2 separate regions of the Mus musculus genome follow, and region 2 is linked to region 1. Evidence: chromatin contacts called from public Hi-C data. All regions are on one chromosome and are shown on one strand. Each heading gives the region's core, a stretch centred on a gene start, on an enhancer-like site or on the middle of the called end of the contact. The rest is flanking DNA. Distances are from core to core; before and after follow the strand shown.

Region 1 (6,565 bases), core at 993-3,492:
CTCCAGAAAAAGGGAGTGCACCACAGCTCTAGGGGAGTCTCAGCAAGTGTTTAGATGAATGGTTGGATGAATAAGTGGATACTGGAACTACCAGAAGGGGATCACTTAACTTCCAAGAGCTTGTAGTATGTTTGAGAGGGTGTTGAGCCATTAAGACAAGTTTGAAAGACTTGGAGGATATCTAGTCTATAAACTGTTAAGATCTAGAAACTTCAAAAGCACTAATATGAAGCTAAGAATGAGGTTGGGGTGAAAGGCTGAGGGTAGCTCTCTGAGAAAACAGTGTTTTACGCTTCTAAATAATGACCATCTGTTTCTGAGTAGGAGACACATAATCTATCTTACTTGGTTCTTTACACTCTCCATCACATTTGAAATAGAGAGATATGGTTTTATATGCGAGCAAACGTATCCAATGGCCTTTCCTCTCAGATGCTAAAAGCTATCATGTGTCACCCAAGGTGGTGTAGACAGGAGTTATTAAAACTCATGACCGTGGTGTATTAATAACTGGTCCAGTCATTCATTGAAACTCACAAATGCTTTAGTTATTTTCCTCATTGCTGTGACAAAATATCGGAATGCAGTTTAAGGAAGGAAGGGTTTGTTTCAGCTCAGTATTTGTGAGTGTAGTCTGCCATGGTGGGGAAGACATGCTGACAGGAACATGGTGGGATCATGCTGTATTGGTCATACTGTATCTGATCAGGAATCTGTGAGGGGACAGGAAATAGCTCTAGGTTATAAACATTGAGGTCTTCTACCAGTGACATACTTCTTGTGAGGCTCCACCTTCTAAAGTTGCCACAACCATCTTTAAAATAAATATTTATTTTGTATTTAATTATATATATGAATATGTGTCTGTATAGGGTATGCACAATAAAGTAGCCAAAAGAGGACATTGAATCCTCTTGGAGCTGGAATTACATGTTAACTTGCATGCTGGGAACCAAACTTGGATCCAATGTAAAAGCCCTGATTTTACAACCTTTTACACTTTAAACTTTTAGATAATAACTGAATAAAGTCACCATTTGCTCTGCCCCAGAACTATGGTCAAACGTGGGCCCACAGCTGAAGAGAATGGAGACAATAAATCCTTAATGCAATGATCACAGTATTTCTCCTGTAGCACACTCTGTATTAGTGACTAAAGTTATCCCCAAATGAAGCGTATGAGAAAATAAAAGACTTTTAGTGACAGTATTAAAATATTAGCTTCCCATATTCAAGCATTATAATGGTGTGTTATTACTTAGAGCAGTGCATTTTGAGTTAGGTCATCTGCAAATAGATCTCTGAAATAAGAAAACTAAACTTCCCTCGGCCCCGTGGCTCCAAACCAGGTGCAGTTTAGTCTATCAGGACATGTGGTTGTCGTACTTGAGCAGTGCTGTTGATGCCTAGGTGGAGAGGCAAGGATGCTGCTAGACATCCTTCAGTGGTGATGTTGGGCCCCATACCAGGAAGTACCTATCCAATACTGTCATTTGTTCTGTGGTTGGGAAATGCTATCTTGTAGTGAAAAGATGAGGTGCTTTCAACTATGCATCCTTTTTTTCATCCACCCACTCATCTGCCTGTTTATCCATCCATCAACCATCTGTCTGCTCACTTATCCATATATCTACTCATCTATCCAAATACCAGCCACCCATCCATTCCTCCTCCAACCACTCCTCCAACATGTATGTATCTGCTAACCCATACACAAGGAGTCATGTAGGCAGGTGTTCTCTTGTTCCCATTACCACCTGAATTTGGCTTTTTGAATGTCAATGACTGATCATCCTTCTCATCTATATTCTCCAAAAAATATCCTATTTTATGTACCCACAGGCCACCAGGCCTCTGCATTCCACAATTCCCAGTCTTTCCCAGTTTTTCTGTTTTATAGCTCATTGAGGTCACTTGTCCTCCTGGCTATTGGCATAGTGCAATTGAGCCTGCAATCTACTGAGAGAAGAAATAAGAAATGACTTCACAGGCAAAACATTTACCTGGCACGCTCAGTGGGTCCAGCCAGCTCTGTGATAGCCTTCAAGTCTGGTTAGTGAGGTATGCCCCTCTGGAGAGGGGTGAGAAGGCTGAGTTCTCTAAAGGCTCTGCCAGGCCAAACTTCCTGGAGAAAAATTCGCTATCCATAAAGCACATTTTAAGCAACACCAAAGTGCACAGTGACCCATAGCTTTCTCCTTCTGAACAAATTGTTTAAAGACCAAGATGTGTTGGGGAGATACTGGGCACTGGAGAATTAGCAGCAGGTGCTATTTATAGAGCCACCACGCTCTGCAGAGTTCCCTCTGCCCAGGGAAGGCTATTAATCTTCTCCAGCAAGAGAGAAAAGAAGTAATAAACTCAATAATGATTTAGAGCAAGGGGAGAGAGAGAAAGCACTGAGGCTAATACTAAGGTGGATCTAAGCCAAGAGATGAGCTTCTCTCTGTGGAAAATAACACACACACACACACACACACACACACACACACACACACACACACACACACACAATATGGACAGGGATGCATACTCTTCCCTTTGTCATCTCTGAACTCACTTCTATTTATCTTCTTTTTTGTAAATTATTTTGTTAATTTACATTCTACAAGTTGCTCCTCTTGGTTCCCTTCCCCCTCCCCACACCCACCCCCGTTCATCATCCCATCCTCCTTACCCCACTGCCTCTGAGAGGGTACTCCCCCAGCTGTCCACCCACTCCCACCCCACTTCTGCCAGCATCCCTCTTCCTTGGGGGCATCCAGTTTCCACAGGAATAAACACTTCCTCTCCCACTGAGGCCAGACAAGGCAGTCCTGTTCTACCCATGAGCCCAGGGGCATGGCCTGGCTCGTGTATGCTCGTTGGTTGGTGGCTTAGTCTCTGGGCGCTCTGAGGGAACTGTTCTTATTCCTATGGAGTTGTAATCCTCCTCAGTTCCTTCAGTCCTTCCCCAAACTCTTCCACAGGAGTTCCTGACCTCAATTTAACGTTTGGCTGTTAAGTATCTGCATTTGTCACAGTCAGTTGCTGGTAGAGCCTCTCAGGACAGCCATGGTGGGCTCCCCTCGGCAAGCACAATATAACATCAGTATTAGTGTCAGGGTTTGGTGTGTGCACATGAGATGGATCTCAAGTTGGGTCAGTCACTAGGTGGCCTTTCTTTCAGTCTCTGCTCCATTTTTTTTGTCCCTGAATTTCTTTTCGATTGGAACAATTCTGGGTCAAAAATTTTTAGATGGGTGGGTGGACCCCTTCCTCAAATGGGGGCCATGCCTATCTACTGGAAGTGGTCTCTTCAGGTTCCATCTTCCCACTGTTGGGCATTTTGGCTAATGTCATCACTTACCACTGAGTCCTGATAGCCCCTCCCATCCCAGGTCTCTGAGATTTTCTAAAGGTTCCCTCCACACCCTACCCTATACTGCTGCATGTTTTGATTCATTCTCCTGGCCCTCTTGGGCTTCTCTTGCAATCCCAATCTATTTACATTCTTAAGGCAACGAAATGGCTCTTCATTTTTAATGTCTGACAGACATGGTCTTCAAATGCTGTCTAGACATGCCACACTTAAAAAGCTAAGGCATGTGGGATTGACTGATCCTTACAGTCATTACACTAACATTCATGTTTCAGTATAGTTTATTTATATGCTGATGGGGAAAGTTTAGAAAAGCTGGAAGAAAAGGTTTGTCTTCATATATGAAGAGTCGGCCAAGGACAGCAGCATTAAAGCAATTGTTTATTCAAAGATTTGCATGAAGAAACTCACCCTTTTCCCTGAAGTTCTTGTGGATCACACACATATTAGGAATGTCACAGAATCAATTTTCTTGAAGGTAACTCATTTTTTTTTGAAAAGTTGAAAATGAATGAATAGCTTCCCCCCCCCCAAAAAAAACAAAAGTGATTGTTCTTTGTTGTGCTCTGGTGTCCTGGTGAGAGTCCTCATTGAAGGCAATTCTGCAGTTCTGCCTTTTAGCATGTGAAGTATTCATTATTCCTTGACACCAACCAGAGACTATAGAAAGAAGGAGAGACCTGGGTATCCAGACAGAAAACAGGTCTTACCACACAGCCAATATGAAGTTTGAATGCTTGTGAAATCCGTTGTTAAGGTGGGGTTGGAGATTAGTGTGTAATAAATTACACATGGCTGCCTTTCAGATCTTAAGAGCTGAAACTTACTCATTGCCCAGTCTGTCTGAACGTTCAGATAGATGACCATGGCACAGAGATAGCAATGAAGATGCTCAAAGCACACCGCTGTAGAGTATAGCTTTGCACTTGCTGGTGTACAAGGGACAAATGTGCTGGGCAAAAACCCTAAAAACACTTATTTACATTAACAAAAAATAGATATGGACTTGATGTAAGGGGAGAAAAGGGTAACACTTGAGAGTCTCTTAGGACTGGAAAACACAAGATTTTCTATTTGACTGTGACCTAAGACAGAGTCTTGAGGACTTGAATTTAGGTCCCCAGATTCCATGTAAACAAATCCAGGGTGGTGGTACATGCTTGTAACTGCACCACTAATGTGGGTGAGTACGTATTCCTGAAACTCATTGGTTAGTTGAGCTAGCTGAACATATGAACTTCAGGATTAATGAGAATAAACAAAGTATCAAAAGAATAAGACGTGGAGAGTAATAGAAAAGATGACTGACACTGGCCTCTGGCCTCCAGATGTATGGTGCCCTTGTATGTTCGCACACATGCACTTACACCAGCACCCTTCCCACACCACTTCAGAGTGACGATACACTGCCGGACTTTATAAGATGTCTCTTAGTAGACAACAGGTTGTCAATTGCATGGTCTGAACTGTTATATAAGAAACATCTCATCTGGGCTAGAAACTTAGAATACCCAAGATATAAGATACAATTTGCAAAACACACGAATCTCAGAAGAATGAAGACCAAAGTGTGGACACTTTGCCCCTTCTTAGAATTGGGAACAAAACACCCATGGAAGGAGTTACAGAGAAAAAGTTTGGAGCTGAGACGAAAGGATGGACCATCTCGAGACTGCCATACCCGGTGATCCATCCCATAATCAGCTCCAAATGCTGACACCATTGCATACACTAGCAAGATTTTGCTGAAAGGACCGTGATATAGCTGTCTCTTGTGAGACTATGCCGGGGCCTAGTAAACACAGAAGTGGATGCTCACAGTCAGCTATTGCATGGATCACAGGGCCCCTAATGGAGCTAGAGAAAGTACCCACGGAGCTAAAGGGATCTGCAACCCTATAGGTGGAACAACAATATGAACTAACCAGTACTCCACGGAGCTTGTGTCTCTAGCTGCAAATGTATCAGAAGATGGCCTAGTTGGCCATCAGTGGAAAGAGAGGCCCATTGGTTGTGCAAACTTTATATGCCTCAGTACAGGGGAACGCCAGGGCCAAGAAGTGGGAGTGGGTGAGTAGGGGAGTGGCAGGGGGAGGGTATGGGGGACTTTTGGGATAGCATTGGAAATGTAAATGAAGAAAATACCTAAAAAAAAAAACCAAAGAAACATCTCATCTTGTATTATGTTATAATACCATTGTCCCAATAGCTAATCATCATGGAGAACTTGGAAAATAGGTATGACTAGCATTAGCTCCACTCTGTAAGTAAGATAATCATAGTAGAGGGTGAAGCATGGCTTCCCACAATGTAATGGGAACTAATCTATGCTTTCCAGTTTCTACTTGAGTGTGACGATTATGTCATAAAAAATGTAACATGGAGCACAAACTATATTTGAAGAAATGTAGTTCTGGCATCATTGGGCCATTGGTTAGAACACAGTGCACACTTTATAGGGACAGTGGGGCTGAAGCTTAGCTCTAAAAAGGAATAAGCAGTCTTGCTCCAGGGCATGTCTGCAGATCATTACCCGACTCTTTTTAAGCACTTCACAAATACATTGCTCACATTAAAAGGCCTGGGGAGATGACATGATGACTAAAACTTACTGTGCAGATGTGAAGACCTGAGTTCAGATGCCCAGCATCCATGTAAAGTAGTAGTATATGTCTATAATACAAGCACTTCTCTTGGGAGATAGGATGTAGAGACTGGGGGTTCTCCAGAAGCTCATGAGTCAGCCCAGCAGACACAGTGGTGAAAAACAAGAGAGCTTGTCTCAAACAAAGTGGGAGGTTATCGTCTGACCTCCACATATGCATCATGGCACATGCAAGCCCATACTCATATGCAAACAGGCATCAGCCACACACACTCACAAAATGATTTTTTTTTTAAAGCAAGGCCAGAAGAAACATCATATTGTAAATGGAGGAAAGAAAAAAGTCAAAATAATTTTGTCTCATTGACAGACTGGTAGTGGATTTTCATAATGAAATGCTTCATTTATCATAAAGGAGCCAGAATATAATGGACTTGAACAAGAGAAAACCAAGCTAAGTCTGTCACCCCCCACCTGCTTCCATCAAGACTTCTATCCTGTAGACTTTGAACTTACATTCAACCTAGTTCTTTGCAGTGTCAACACTTGAGACAAAATTCACATAAGAAATTATCTTTGCTCCTACACAAGAAGGCATA
Region 2 (6,958 bases), core at 1,963-4,462, 110 kb before region 1:
ACACACACACACACACACACACACACACACACACACAGTGCTTCTGAGATTCCTCCTACCTAGAGTCTGAGTCCACAGAGTTCAACTTAAGTCAAAGGCCACTTAGGGGTTTAACTTTTAAGACACCAGAGTGTATAGAGACCCCAGCCAGTTCATTGTCATTCGCTAATTTTACTCTCCGGGGCAGGCACAGTAACTTGTCACTGTTTTGGGTGTAGAGAAGCTAAAAAGAGGATCTTATGGGACAACCATAGACAGGCATCCCAAACTCTTTGCAATTCAATTTGTAAAGTATGTGTGTGGGGGTGGGGGGAGGGAATGACCCCACTTGTGTCTGAGCATGAGTGTTCGAGAAAGTGAATGGCTTTTCACTGATAATTACTGTTATTTTCTCTGAAGAGGGTTTGTCAGAGAAGCTAGCAAAGCTTACTACTGAAGTCTCTTACCTTGCAGGCCTCCCTCTGTGGCCCTGTGTTTAGCTCTGATAATCTTGTCCTCTGATTCTTAAAACAGGTCTCTAGATATATCGCATAGGCTTCAGGCACCTGGAACCTGGATCTACCCAGGGTTTCCCGGGAAAGGAAATGGCAGCGTGAGCAAACCGGAGCAGCCTTGCCTGGCTCAAAGGTGAAGTTTCTAATTTATGGTATATCGTGCTTGTGTGTGGAGTCTCCTTACAGCCTGTGCTTCTTAAAGAAGCCCTGGGCAACCTGGGTCCATCTGTTACTCCTACTTGTTGAAGACAGAAGCATGCTGTGACTCATTGCAGGGGCTTGTAGTTCCCAGAGCACCTAGCACAGCCTGGGTTATTTGTTGAATGAATGAAGTATAAACCAAGCGCTGGCACCTTAGAGCTCATAGATAAGAAAGGTCATAATGACCTGAAGCAGACAGGTGCAGTCCATGGAAATCTGGTGTGAAAAACAAACCCGTGTGGGGGCCTTGAATCAGAAACCTGCCGTATCTGGGAGGCTGTGGAATGTGGGAGGGCGCTCCCCACATGCAGGAAGCTGCCATTCTCAACTTGGGTTCCTATTCACTTCGGTGTGTCTGATAACAAACGGGTATATCTTCCTTTTCTAGCCTCCACCATGTTCTCATTTTCCCAGCTTGCAAACAATGCCTATGTCAAAGCAGAACCCCAAACATAAGCAGAATCCAGCTAGGGGGTGAACCGTGCCCCCAGGCAGGGCTTTGGGCAAGAGGGGGAGATGCTCAGACCCAGATTCCACATGCTGTGTAGACTCCAATTACCCAAGGACTTAGAGATCAAACAGCCCAACTGTGCTGCACAATGAAGGAGGAGGTCTTAATTTTACCGTGTGCTACACCCTTCCAGCCAGACTGTGAGAAACAATGCATTCCCTTTATGTTCTCCGGAGCACAGAACCTCCCTGAGATTGTCTTGTGTTATCTCAGCAACATCTCTCTAACGTGGACAGGAGGGAGACTTAAGGCGTCTGAAAGAACCGAGTGATTTCCTCTGGCCTGGAGTGAACATCCCGGCAACCAAAGACAGCTTTAGCAGAACGGCTCATTCCTACTTGGCCTGTGACGGAATAGGATATTAATGTTATTTATTTTTAGTTCCAGATCTGTATTTTAAGGTGTTTTATTGGTTTATGGGAAAATGGGTTTGCGTGAGCTGAGCTATGGTATAGGACTTGATGTATATAAAGCATGTATGAAAAAGCTTAGAAAATAGCATGGGCCAGATGTTAGAATATTGCAAGTTTTTGTTTTCTTTCTTTTCATGGTACAAACAAGGTTTTTGATGAATCATGGTACTGCCAAAAAAAAAAAAATCTAGAAAAAAATTCCTTTCAATTTTACCCACTGAGCCATCAACCAACCAGCCCTCCCTTTAAATTTTAACATGGAACAACATTTGGGAAATTGAATATTTAACATTGAGAAAAGCGGACATCTTTGAATTTCACTTGGTAGACATTTTAGCAGGCATGCCACAGTAGAAACACAAACCCACAGTTTTTATTTATTTTTATGAGCCAGTATTTTTTTTATTCTTTCAGTTTCCAGATAGTGGATTCAAAAATTTCAAACAGTATTCAAAAGGAGATAATGATTCTTAGAATTTTTTGACACAGGGGCTTCACTTGAGTAATAATCGGATACCCTACATCGACACTCTTCACAGACTTTGCTAAATATGAGCACTGGAGATGTCTCAAGTCGATCAGTGTTTCCATGGAAATAGATAACCCTTAGATAAGGCCTGAGAAACAGGGTTTGAGATGCTGTGAACCCCAGTCCCAGCACAGGAGAGAGATCAGAGTTCCGAAGACAAATGTGTATTTCTGTAGGATGAGTGTTTTCTCCGAAAGCATTAAGGGCGAGGACAATACTATCGTAGGGTTTTTAATCTTGGAAATAAGAGAGTAAATTACTTTGTACCTTATGCTTTTCAAGAGTGGTTAACCCAGCTTTGGAAGCAATGCTTCCTATTCCTAAAGGCAATAAGAACACTAGCTTAGAAAACTTGTGAATTACGGCTTCCCTGGCTGTGAGTTCCTAAGCTATTTATCTTAATTTTAGTTATCTTCTCTCATTCCAGTACTGCACTACATCCACACACATTTAATGATGTTTGTGAAATTCATAGCTAACTGTCTTGTATCACTTGGGGCTGCCTGGACATTACTTTTTGCTAATACTTTCTGCAAGAAGAACTCTCAAAGTCTGCACTCTACTTTGGACTTTTAACAAGAATAAACCTACAGAGCTGTATTTCTATCACTCCTTTCTGACTAAATCAATATTTGACTGGAATAGCCCCCATGAAAAGTCTGATTATTGAATATTGTGAAATCCACATCACTGTCCACAGCCGAGAGCAGTCCTCCTGCCCGTGGGTAAGAATTAAGATGTCGCAGGCAGGAATCAACACAGGATACTGGATTAAGTGAAGCTTTTTTCCCCCGTGTGTTAGAGCAAGTTTTATGAGTTAGAGAAGTCGCTGCCAGGCCGTGGTTTCTACACACAGGAGTAGTCTCTGCTGGGAAAAAGGGTTACAAAAGTCACCCGGCTTACCTTGCTTGTCACCACAACTCTGCAGGCGCGAGTGTCTCCAGTCCCACAACAGTTTAACTCACATGGATCCAGGAAGAAACCATTTCTCTGACCGATTACATCTTGGTTGCTCCCAAGGATACAGGGCTTTTGGGAAACACTGTGCATGCGTTCTTCGGTGGTTCCTCTCAATTTAAAGGCTGAAAGATGGGCAAGTGTCCAGTGGCTGCCCGACGACCGGGACAGGAATTCGCAACAGTAAGGCTTGTTCAGAAAGGGTTTCCCGTGACACAGCACAGTTTCACAGCAGCCACTAGATGGCGCATGAGAACCACTTGTGTCAGGCACCAACGCAAATGATCAGGTCTGTTCACAGCGAACCAAAAAAGTCCGAAAACAATCCTTCCCAAACTACTTTTCTAATAGGTTATTATCACCATCTCAGTGTTTACACGAAACCTAAATGGTCTTGATTTGTTTGGTGACTGTAGGGGAATCCTCCACAGAATATCCCGGTCAGATTGTAAACGTGGCATTTTAAATCTTTATTAAGTCAGAAAAGGGAATTGAGACAGACAGGAGCAACTAAATCTACCTATTTAGTACTGAACTTCAACAAAAGTTTTCTAAGTGTCTACTGGGTGGGAATGTTACTTAAGCTTCTTAAATGGTAAAAGAACATTCTATTACCCGGAAGAAAAATAAAAACCAAAATAACAACAACAAAAACAAAACAAACAAACAAACAAAAAAACCCAAAGTACCAGCAGCAAAAACGGTACCATCAATTTCACATTGTACAGAATGTCAAAGATATGTTAGACCTACACATAGCTCTGGGACTTCAGTAGTTGAATTTAAATTTTTTTTTCTATTTATTTATTTGAACGTGTGTGAGCTCATGTCCTACTGTGAAGGTCAGAGGGCAACTTGAAGGAGTCTGCTTCTCTTTCCACCATGTAAGTCTTGGGGATTGACATCATGTCCTGAGGTTTGGTGGCAAGTGTGTTTACAGTGAGCCAGCCATCTTGCCAGTTCATCATTTCTTGATGTAGAACAAATATGAATGTCAGGGACAAAAACCAAAGCAAAACCAAACCAAACCACAACTGCAACAACAAACCCCCTATAATCTCAGGACTTAGCTTATAATTTTTTTCCCTCTTAGAGCCAAGGATAACTCTCTTTGCCTTAGTAAATGTAAACTCCTATACAGAAAATACTGAAAGAGACAAAGTTACAGTGGAAGCAGTTTTTGTTTTTCTTTTGTGTTTGTTGTCATCAAATATAAAATTATGACACTTCTAAACCCACCTTCTGATAAACATTAATAGTAACAGATCTTATAGAAATATTCAGAGGGGAAAATCCTCAAGAAAACATCTTCAAGTTGATTTTGAAAGTTCTGAAGATGACTCAAAAGTCTCTGAAATATGTTTACTAGAAAGTCAGTGGCTTAAAACAAACAAACTAGGGGCAGCTTTTCTCTTTCACCCTCCTTAAAGTAGGTGTGATATTTCTTCTGAGGCAACCTGGAGCCCAGAGTAAAGACTGCTCTCATTTTTAGATCACTGGTTGTTTGTTTGAACTGAAGAATTAGTTGCATTTCAAAATAAGGACATGCCTAATGAAATGATTAAAACACACAGAGCATTAAATTATAAGCAGATGGGAGAGAAGTGGGTAGGGGGGTGGCCTTGCTGGGGACCTGAGTCCAGGGGAGCTGGCAGCTTTGGGGATTCCTATAGCAGACAGTTGCTTAAGCAACAGAGAGCAGAAAAACTACCTTGGAAGGCAAATCTCTCTCTCTCTCTCTCTCTCTCTCTCTCTCTCTCTTTCTCTCTTTCTCTCTCTCTCTCTCTCTCTCTCTCTCTCTCTCTCTCTCTCTCTCTCTCTCAGATATCTATGCAACAAGGCCCCTGAGGGGATAGCCATTATTAATACATAGAAGGACTTGGAGAAGCGGGACCAGGAGCTGCTTCAGGGGTGAAGAGCTGAATCCAGAGGTCCCGTGTAGGAGTGAATTAAGCAGAGTCTGGGATTCTGATCTTCATCTTTGGAAGAAAGAAACCCTAACTGTTGCTTAGCTCCAGTTATTTGTGAAATACCTTCTTTTCTGAAACTTACCATTTAGCATGCTACTCTGTATATTTAGAAGGTAGGGGCTTGGTAGGACAGAGTTTTCAGCAACTGAAAAAGAAACTCTGAATGGAAGGGGCGTTGTTTTCAGACTGCGTGGATAATCAGCTAGGGGTACTATGTAGTTGACATATTCCATCAGGGTTTAATCTTAAATTTCTATCCACTGGTTCCTTGACAGCCAACCTTTAAAAGGAACATTAAGTGTGTGCCATGTTTCTATCTTCCCTGGATACACAAGAGTAATTCTTGCCCATCAGAGCTGTCTTCCTGAAAGTAACACGGACTTGCTCTGACTAGGTTAATGGATGTAGGAATAGAGATGAAGAAAACACACCCTCTAAGAGGTCATCTAGTTTTTGCAAGGCTTCTTGCCTTCCTCTGTTGTTTGTCATCTTTGTTCTAGATGTCTTCTAGGAAGAGGGCAGCATAGTTGCCATGATTTTAGCTTGTACCTAGGGCCAGCTATGCTCTTCTTGAGTGTAGCAGGAACAGCACAGCTGCCTCTGCATAAATGCCAGGGCTGCATAGCCTCAAAGGCATCCCCTGCGGGAGGACCTAACTGAGGACTGCCTGAGATACCAAGGATTGCTGACGCAGACAATGCCAGCCAATTGGGAACTGCTGTTTAGAAGAGGTGTTTTCTTGGGACCAATGGTGGTGTAGGTGGAGAGTATTAAAGGAGTTTGCAGCAGCAGCAGCAGCAGCAGCAGCAGCAGCAGCAGCAGCAGCAGCGTTCATAAGAGTTTGCTGCAGATCCAGAGTCTGAGTCACTAATTCTGTGCCACCTCACCTCCAACCCCCCAAGGGCAGGTAGGGTGGGGCAGTGAGTAGTGTAAGGCATAGGCAGCAAATGAGGGCAAGGGTTACCTCTAGAGATGAAGTAGGTACTTACATTAATAGCAGAAAGAATACCCCGATACAAGTTGTTTTACACACACACACACACACACACCCCGAGAAGAGCTTCTGCATTGTTTCTTGCAGGTAAGGCTCTTCCCCCTCCACCTACCTGCCCCTCATGTTGCTTACTGAGTTTTCAATGGTGTGCATCTGTGTCTGGTATCACAGTGGGAAGTACCTCTCTGGGAGCCCAACAGTGACTGCACAATCATCCTTTCTAGAGTCAGCCACCAAGGGAAGGGGCAAGGGGCTGACATTATACTGCCTTGTGCCCATCAGAATGTTCAACCCCAAACCTAGCAGGGGACATAAACAAATGTTTAGAGCCTGCATCTTGTTTCTCCATGCCACACTCACCAGGGAAGCCAGGTGCAGTGGGAGTCTTAGCTATATCACTGGTGCTGGCTAATTATGGAACAAGGTTTCCCCGTCTGACTTCTCCTCAGACCACTATGAAGTATTATTTCTTTTTTGCTATATTTTTTAGTGTGTGTATGTGTGTGGAGGTCAAACGTAAACCTTAGGTATCATTTGTCAGCCATCATTTACATCTAGGTTGACTGGCCAGTGAGTTCCAGGGCTCTTCCTGTGTCTGCCTCTCAGTGGTAGGGTTACAGGTATGCATTTACTCATTGGGGCTTGGGGTGCATGTGTCATGCATGGCTTATGTCTAGGGGCCAGAATGCAGCACACGAGAATTCAGGTTGTCAGGATTGTCGGCAAGGGTTGTCCAACTGGCCCATGCCCAGTTTTTGTTACTGGGAATTAAAACTCAGGCCTTCACGTTTGCAGAGCAAGCATCTCCAACCCTTTTCACATTTATTTTTAAAACTGCTGAGTGTGCCCTATAGCAGGCTTCTTTCAGTTTTGGAAAAAAGACAGTCCA

Evidence for each region. Hi-C and Micro-C count contacts between places; a contact is called where the count stands out from the background.
Region 2: a Hi-C map of uterus shows a contact between it and region 1, with 4 times the contacts expected there. The contact joins the promoter of E330013P04Rik here to the enhancer-like site in region 1. A contact is called at or near these places in 12 of 39 promoter capture datasets (the 3T3-L1 cell line, 3T3-L1-derived adipocytes, the HPC-7 cell line and 9 more), 6 of 484 Hi-C or Micro-C datasets (embryonic stem cells, nephron progenitors and uterus) and 1 of 115 datasets of contacts at active chromatin or transcription factors (embryonic fibroblasts).

What each region holds. Positions count from the first base shown.
Region 1 is chr19:60,026,123-60,032,687 of GRCm38.p6, reverse strand. No RefSeq gene overlaps it. Among named protein-coding and RNA genes, the nearest start is that of Gm41879, 9.6 kb to the left of the region's middle. Within about 2 kb of position 2,242, at least 6 of the 459 cell types and tissues checked have an H3K27ac peak or open chromatin away from gene starts, as enhancers often do. A contact at or near this core is called in uterus, where this site is marked.
Region 2 is chr19:60,140,929-60,147,886 of GRCm38.p6, reverse strand. It overlaps E330013P04Rik (RIKEN cDNA E330013P04 gene), which reads right to left and starts at 3,212. Exons shown (of 5, transcript NR_026942.1): 1 at 3,052-3,212.